2 separate regions of the Macaca mulatta genome follow, and region 1 is linked to region 2. Evidence: chromatin contacts called from public Hi-C data. All regions are on one chromosome and are shown on one strand. Each heading gives the region's core, a stretch centred on a gene start, on an enhancer-like site or on the middle of the called end of the contact. The rest is flanking DNA. Distances are from core to core; before and after follow the strand shown. Region 1 holds the start of DDX49 (DEAD-box helicase 49). Region 2 holds the start of UBA52 (ubiquitin A-52 residue ribosomal protein fusion product 1).

What was found. Hi-C and Micro-C count contacts between places; a contact is called where the count stands out from the background.
Region 1: a contact with region 2 is called in a Hi-C map of fetal cortex germinal zone, with 3 times the contacts expected there. The contact joins the promoter of DDX49 here to the promoter of UBA52 in region 2. A contact is called at or near these places in 2 of 14 Hi-C or Micro-C datasets (fetal cortex germinal zone and fetal cortical plate).

Annotation. Positions count from the first base shown.
Region 1 is chr19:19,477,059-19,480,665 of T2T-MMU8v2.0, reverse strand. DDX49 (DEAD-box helicase 49) reads right to left here and starts at 2,294. Exons shown (of 13, transcript XR_013409262.1): 1 at 2,150-2,294; 2 at 1,131-1,254; 3 at 68-153. It overlaps COPE (COPI coat complex subunit epsilon), which reads left to right. Exons shown (of 11, transcript NM_001194660.2): 2 at 2,626-2,779. The coding sequence starts at 2,654.
Region 2 is chr19:19,121,140-19,124,585 of T2T-MMU8v2.0, reverse strand. It overlaps UBA52 (ubiquitin A-52 residue ribosomal protein fusion product 1), which reads right to left and starts at 2,062. Exons shown (of 5, transcript NM_001195756.1): 1 at 2,028-2,062; 2 at 538-651; 3 at 187-273. The coding sequence starts at 640.

The sequences.
Region 1 (3,607 bases), core at 1,045-3,544, 360 kb before region 2:
CTGGGCGGGTGGTCCAAAGCTGCTGAGGTCCCATGCTGGGGCTTCCCCCGCCTCCCAGCCCCCGTACCCATGCCACCGACGATGATGCAGTCTTTCAGCCCTAGAGGCTTCCCCAGGACCCGGAACTGCTCTGCGATCTGGTAGGCCAGCTCCCTGTGGGTGTGGAGGGGCCAGGCTGGGTCAGGTAGTGGTTCTGGGCCTGCCCCCCATTCCCCTCTCCATCCCCAGCGTTCCTCCCTGAGCCCCCAGGCTCCTGACTTGCCCCGTCCTGTTCACAAAGGCTCTGATGCTGAGCCTTGGAGGCTGTTGTGGCCCCTGCCCCCTCGCCAGGCTCAGCCTGGAACATCCCTCCTCACCAGCCCAACCCAAACTGGCCTCAGCATCTCTTCCTACCCCAAACCCGCGCCTTCCCCCAGTTTGCCTCTCAGCAGTGGCCTCACCACCAGCCAGTTGCCCCAGCCAGAGGGTCTCAAGCATCAGCCTCCTCTCCTCCTCTCTGTCCCCAACCAACTCTGTCCTAGCCTCTCCCTGGCCCATGACCTTTGCTGCTCACATACCCCCAGAATCAATTCTAACCCTCCGCCTGGCATTCAAGGCCTTTCTCAAACTGGCTCCAATATGCCCAGGCCCCAATACCCTTTCTGCTGCCTGCCCCTTCCTCCCTTCCTCCCTTTCTCTCTTTCTCTCTTTCTGATGGAGTTTTGCTCTTGTTGCCCAGGCTACAGTGCAATGGTGTGATCTCGGCTCACCGCAACCTCCGCCTCCTGGGTTCAAGCAATTCTCCTGTCTTGGCCTCCCGAGTAGCAGGAATTACAAGCATGCGCTACCATGCCCAGCTAATTTTTTTGTATTTTTAGTAAGGATGGGGTTTCTCCATGTTGGTCAGGCTGGTCTCGAACTCCTGGCCTCAAGTGATCCGCTCACCTGGAGCTCCCAAAGTGCTGGGATTACAGGTGTGAGCCACTGCACCCGGGCCATCTGGTTTAATTCTGCAGGACCCCTAAGAAGCGGGTAGCAAGATTTTCATCCTCATCTCACACGTGGGAAAAGGGCGCTCAGAGAGGGAAAGGTGCTTGCCCAAGAGAACACAGCTGGTTAACCCATACCCAGGAGGCCTGCTGGGGGCTCACCTGGTGGGTGTCAGGACGAGGCAGAAGATGCCATAGGGATCCTCAGAAAGCTTCTGCAAGATGGGAAGGACAAACGCTGCTGTCTTCCCACTGCCTGTCTTGGCACAGCCCAAGCAGTCTCGACCTGGGTTGAGGACAAAGCAGCATCAATACCCTCCATGTGTGGACAGCCATTCCACTGGGCACAGTGTACAACAGCTTACAAAGCGTTTAGTGAGCAATCACTGTGCGTCAAGTCCTGTGTGCCAGTAAGCCTTTTCCATTCTGGGCATACTGACCACTTTCCACTGGCAACGGACAAATCCTAGGAAGGGATTATCATCTCCATTTAACAGAAAGGAAAACTGGGTTTCAGAGACCTGCCCAGGACACACAGCCAGTGAGGAGCAGGCTGGACTGGAACCCATATGTATTTGACCTGAGATGCCCACAGCTTCCCACCACCTCATTCTAACTCCCTCCAGGAGCACATGAACTTGGGGAACCCAGAATTCCCTTCCCTCATAGGCATCTTGTGCTCCCTGTTGACCCCTTCATTTGTTTATTTAATCCCTGACTTGTCACATCTTAGGCTTCCTGTGGGCCTCTCTTTAATGGCCAAACTGGGTTGGGCTAGAGAAGCAGAGAGAAGACCTGCTCCTAGAGGAGCAATCACAGGACCAAGGAGTCCTGGATCTACCAGCAATTTTGACAGCCTCAACTTCTATTTGTAAAATAAAAATAGCAGTACCAGGTCTGCAGGATTTTGCGATACTATCGATTAGTCATTCATCAAACCCTCCCTGTGCTGAGACTATGAAAATTTCAGAGATTACATCAGTTGTGTACGGACATAAAGCGAGTCGGTCATGCAAGCTAAATGCCAACACTGTCCAGTCGGCCTCCGGAACCCCGGATCTCCTGTAACGCCGGAGGTTACCCCTCGCCTCGTGGAACCGGAATGAGCAAAGGCTGCGAGAAGGGAAAGGGGTCGAGAGGAGCGGAGACGCCTCTTGGGGAAGGCACCGAGCCATACTTACCCTCCAGGATGGCGGGAATGCAGCCGAGCTGCACGGGCGTGGGCTGCTTCAAACCCAGCTGCCGACATTGTGCCACTAGCCACGACGACAGCCCGAGCTCCGCGAAGCCTGACATCCCTGTGACCAGCCGTGTGGGGGCCCGTGTGATCTGCGCTTCCGGCGCGCGCCGACGACGTCACGAGAAAAACTCTTCCTGTTTATTGGATCTGCCTCCTGCGTGGTCCCACCTTCTCCAGCTCCCTCAGCCCATTCCCAGCCTCGACCGCATCTTTATCATGTTTCCCCGGATCCCATTGGCTTGCAGAAACACACTACAATTCCCGAGATGCCCTGCGTGACGCACTTACGTCTCCCGCCCCCTTGCTTATCATTGTGGAGCTTCCCATTGGCTTACTTCGCCGCCACTCGGAAAAAGTAAACTACATTTCCCAGCGTGCCCGTGAAGGTGTCTTGCTTCCGGCCGACGTGTCTTTCAGGAAGAGGAGCCGGTGAGAAGACAGCGACATGGCGCCTCCGGCCCCCGGCCCGGCGTCCGGCGGCTCCGGGGAGGTGGATGAGCTGTTCGACGTAAAGAACGCCTTCTACATCGGCAGCTACCAGCAGTGCATAAACGAGGCGCAGCGGGTGAAGGTGCGGCAGCGCAGGGGCGCGGGGACGCTGGGGGCGGAGGCGGAGGACGCTTCCTGGTGGCTGCGAGCAGTGTTCTGCATCTAAAAACTTTCCCTTTTCTTCTCGCGTTTTTTGGGCACTTCTTCACAGTTCAGTGAGGAGTAATCACTGTCCCATGACAGAACCCAGAGCAGTAACAGTTTACGGTACTGCTCACTCGTACAGCGCTCGCTCTGCGCCGTTGAAGGCGTTTTGAGTAAGGGAGGTGTTTATGCCACTGTAGTTACAGTAAGTGTTTTTTGTCCAGCCATACGTTCAGTTCCCGTGAGGTGGAGACTGTTGTTTATCCTCATTTTACGGATGAGAACCCTAGAGTTCAGAGAGGGACGTTTCCCTGCCCACCGATCCTGGTTATTTCTCTCAGAGCTTAACCATTCATTCATTCATCCTTCATTGAGCACTTTTATGGACGGGCACTGTATTCCGCTGGACTCAGAATGATAACACAGTTTCCCAGCTTAGTGGCTCAAACACCTTTAATTCCAGCGCTTTGCGAGGCCGAGGCGGCCGTATCGCATGCGCCCAGGAGTTTGAGACCAGCTTGGGCAACATGGAGAAACCCTGGGTGTACCAAAAATACAAAAATTAGCCGGGCGTGGTGGCGGGCACCTGTAATCCCAGCTACCGGGAGGCTGAGACAGGAGAATTGCTTGAACCCGGAGGCGGAGGTTGCAGTGAACCGAGATCGCGCCACTGGCACCCCAGCCTGGGTGACAAAGTTGTAAGAATTAAAGAAAGAGGAAAGAAACACGAAAGGTGACTTGCCAGTCAAGACAGGTTTATTTTAGA
Region 2 (3,446 bases), core at 813-3,312:
GGTGATCCACCCGCCTCACCCTCCCAAAGTGCCGAGATTACAGGCGTGAGCCACTGTGCCCAGTCCCATTATTTTAAACAAAACACAAGTCATTTGAACTGCTCCCCAACCCCTGACTGAAGCCATCAATGCTCTTTTCCTACCTGGGGATCTTGGGTCCCTGCCCAGCAACCCCAACCCTAGTACCTTTCTGGATGTTGTAGTCTGAGAGAGTGCGGCCATCTTCCAGCTGTTTGCCAGCAAATATCAGACGCTGCTGGTCAGGTGGGATACCTTAGGGGGAGGAAAGCTCAGTTAGAGGCTCTGTGGAGCATACTACTGGCAGTGTCCCCGGCAGAGGAGTTCCAGCACTACCCCCAGTCTCTCAAAATGGCGAACTGAGGTAGAGATAACAGACGTTCTTCAGATCACATGGAGAAACAAGGGCAAAACAGGTCTGTCTAAAGCCAGCACCAACCCACACAGGACTGAAACTCCCCTGGGCAGAGAGGGATTCCCAGTCCATAGCCAGAGCCCCCACACCCAGTCCCGACTCACCCTCCTTGTCTTGAATTTTGGCTTTGACATTCTCAATGGTGTCACTGGGCTCGACCTCGAGGGTGATGGTTTTGCCCGTGAGGGTCTTCACAAAGATCTGCATGTTTGCGTCTGCTGGAGGAAGAGAGGCAGGAGAGACTGGTGAGCAATGCATGCCTGAGTGGCGCAAGCTCAGGTGCCTACACCCCAGATGCTATCCCTTTGCCTGCACCGAGCCCAACTGGTCCTGCCCCAGTACCTGTCTTCCTTCCACTCCTCCAAGCCTGGCCCTACTAAGCTTCTCACACACCCTGGCCTGGAGTCTACACATGTCCTGGAACTAAGGACCACATGTCCTCCACCCTCCTGACTGCATGGGCGCTCTTCAGGAACACAGACTGTGGTTATTCTCCTTAGGCTTAGCAGCAGAAGGACCCGTCAGTATCTCCTGATGGAATAAATACCCTTTGGCATCATCTTGTCAGATTCATCTTCCCTGAGAACCGTCCCACCCTCTCCCACCACAGCCACGTCCTGATCTCCTCCACAGGTTGCTCCTGCTGCCAGCCTGGATGGGAAGCCATCCCCTACAACACACATGCCTTCCTGTCGCAGCCTCTCTCCTCTCTCTAACTCCAAGCTGGGGCACCCAACACTCTTAGCTTCCTTCTCAATTACGCCAAAACTCTCCAGACCCCACTTCTTGCCTTGACCCCAAACCACAAACGTCACTTAGTATCTACCAACCACTTGCCAAGCATTGTTTACATATAAAAGTTGACTTAAAAAGGCAAAAGAATCGACCGGGTGCAGGGGCTCAAGCCTGTAATCCCAGCACTTTGGGAGGCCGAGGCAGACGGATCATTTGAGGTCAGGAGTTCAAGATGAACCTGGCCAACACGGTGAAACCCCGTCTCTACTAAAAACACAAAAAATCAGCTGGGCGTGGTGGCGGGCGCCTGTAATCCCAGCTACTCGGGAGGCTGAGGCAGGAAAATCGCTCGAGCCCGGGAGGTGGAGGTTGCAGTGAGCCGAGAACTCCAGCTTAGGCGACAGAGCAAGACTCCTTCTGAAAAAAATACAAATAGTCTAAAGAAGAGTCTAAAAGGCAGACGCTACCACCAGCCCCTCCTTACAGACACAGTAACGGAGCCAAGTATGAACACTCAGCTCGAGGAATTTAGTATTTCCAAAGTATTTACACGCAGTGACTGGCAGAGTTAACGCTACATGCTCAATACCCCTCTCTCATTAACTCGGATCTGCCCAGAGGACGCCTTCCCGCCCGAGGCCTCGTGGGGTCACGCTGGCAGGCAGAGCACGCAGGCTCCTCTCCAAAACGGCGCTCGCCTCCTGGGCCCAGGTCTGGGCTCGGAACCGCGACCTCGAGAGCCCTGCCCAGCCACCCCGCCGAGACTGGCCCGCATGAGCCGGTTCAGGGCCACCTCTTCTGCCGCCCACGCCCCTGCGGCCTCCCGCAGGCCCCCACCCGCCCCCGGACCGGCGCGCACCCCCTCGACCGCCGCCACCAACCAGCTCAGTCGCCTCGCTGAAGAAAAAGAGGACGGCGGAACCGGAAACCACCTAATCTCCGCCGAAGGCGCTTGCGCACGGAGCACGCCGGACGCCTGCGTCACAATTCGCGCCGCGCCTTGGGCCCCGTCCTGCCGCCATCTTGGATGCTGGCAAACGAAGCCGCAGCGCACGTGGGTGAGCGTCGCCCACCCGCTTCCGGGTATGGGCCCCGCCCGCCGACTCACTAGAGGAGATGATTGCACCTCTCCTGGTGTTTGCGCCCGCTGCCTCTGGGCCACTGACAACCGCTGACGCTTGGCGGGTCCTCAGCGAATACTTGAACGGAGTAGAGGAGAACGTTTTCTAATAAAGCAAAGGTATTAAGCAGAGGACTGCGGGTCCAGGACGCACGAATCGGGGCTGGGAAAGCACCTAACACCTGGAATCGGTTGTTATAAAGCTTTCGGCCGCTGTGCCTGAATGGATTTCAGGACAGCAGCAGGGAGAGCTGACGGGACTACCGCATTCGACCAGAAAGGTGGTGGTGCCTGACAAAAGGTTCCAAGCGGGACTCAAGGTCTTTTGTTTTTGTGACGGAGTTTCGCTCTTGTTGCCCAGGCTGGAGTGCAGTGGCGGGATCTTGACTCACCGCAACCTCCGCTACCCGAGTTCAAGCAATTCTCCTGCCTCAGCCTTCCTAGTAGCTGGGATTACAGGTGTGCGCCACCATGCCCAGCTAATTTTGTATTTTTAGTAGGGGACGGGGGGGGGGGGGTCTCGAACTCGCGATCTCAGGTGATCCGCCCGCCTCGGCCTCCCAAAGTGCTGGGATTACAGGCGTGAGCCACTGCACCCGGCAGGGTCTCTTTTCAATGTAGGATCCAGATTTGTGGGTGGCTAAAAAGTGCCAGGGCAGGCTGGGCCCGGTAGTTCACGCCTGCATTTTGGGAGGCAGAGGCAGGTGGATCACCTTAGGTGGGGAGTTGGAGACCAGCCTGACCAACATGGAGACACCCCATCTTTACTAAAAACACAAAATTAGCTGGGCATGGTGGTGCATGCCTGTAATCCCAGCTACTCAGGAGGCTGAGGCAGGAGAATCACTTGAACCTGGGAGGTGGAGGTTGCAGTGAGCTGAGTTCATGCCACAGCACTGCAGCCTGGGCAACAGAGTGAGAGTCTATCTCAAACAAACAAACAAAAAAAGGGCCAGGGCGAGTGCAGTGGTTCACACTTGTAATCCCAGCACTTTGGGAGGTCAAAGAGGGAGGATTACTTGAGACCAGGAATTCAAGACCAGCCTGGAAAACATAGCAAGACCCTGAATCTACAAAAAAACAAAAAAATTTTTTTAATTATCCAGGTGTGGTGGTGCGCACCTGTAGTCCCAGCTACTTAAGAGGTTGGAGGATTGC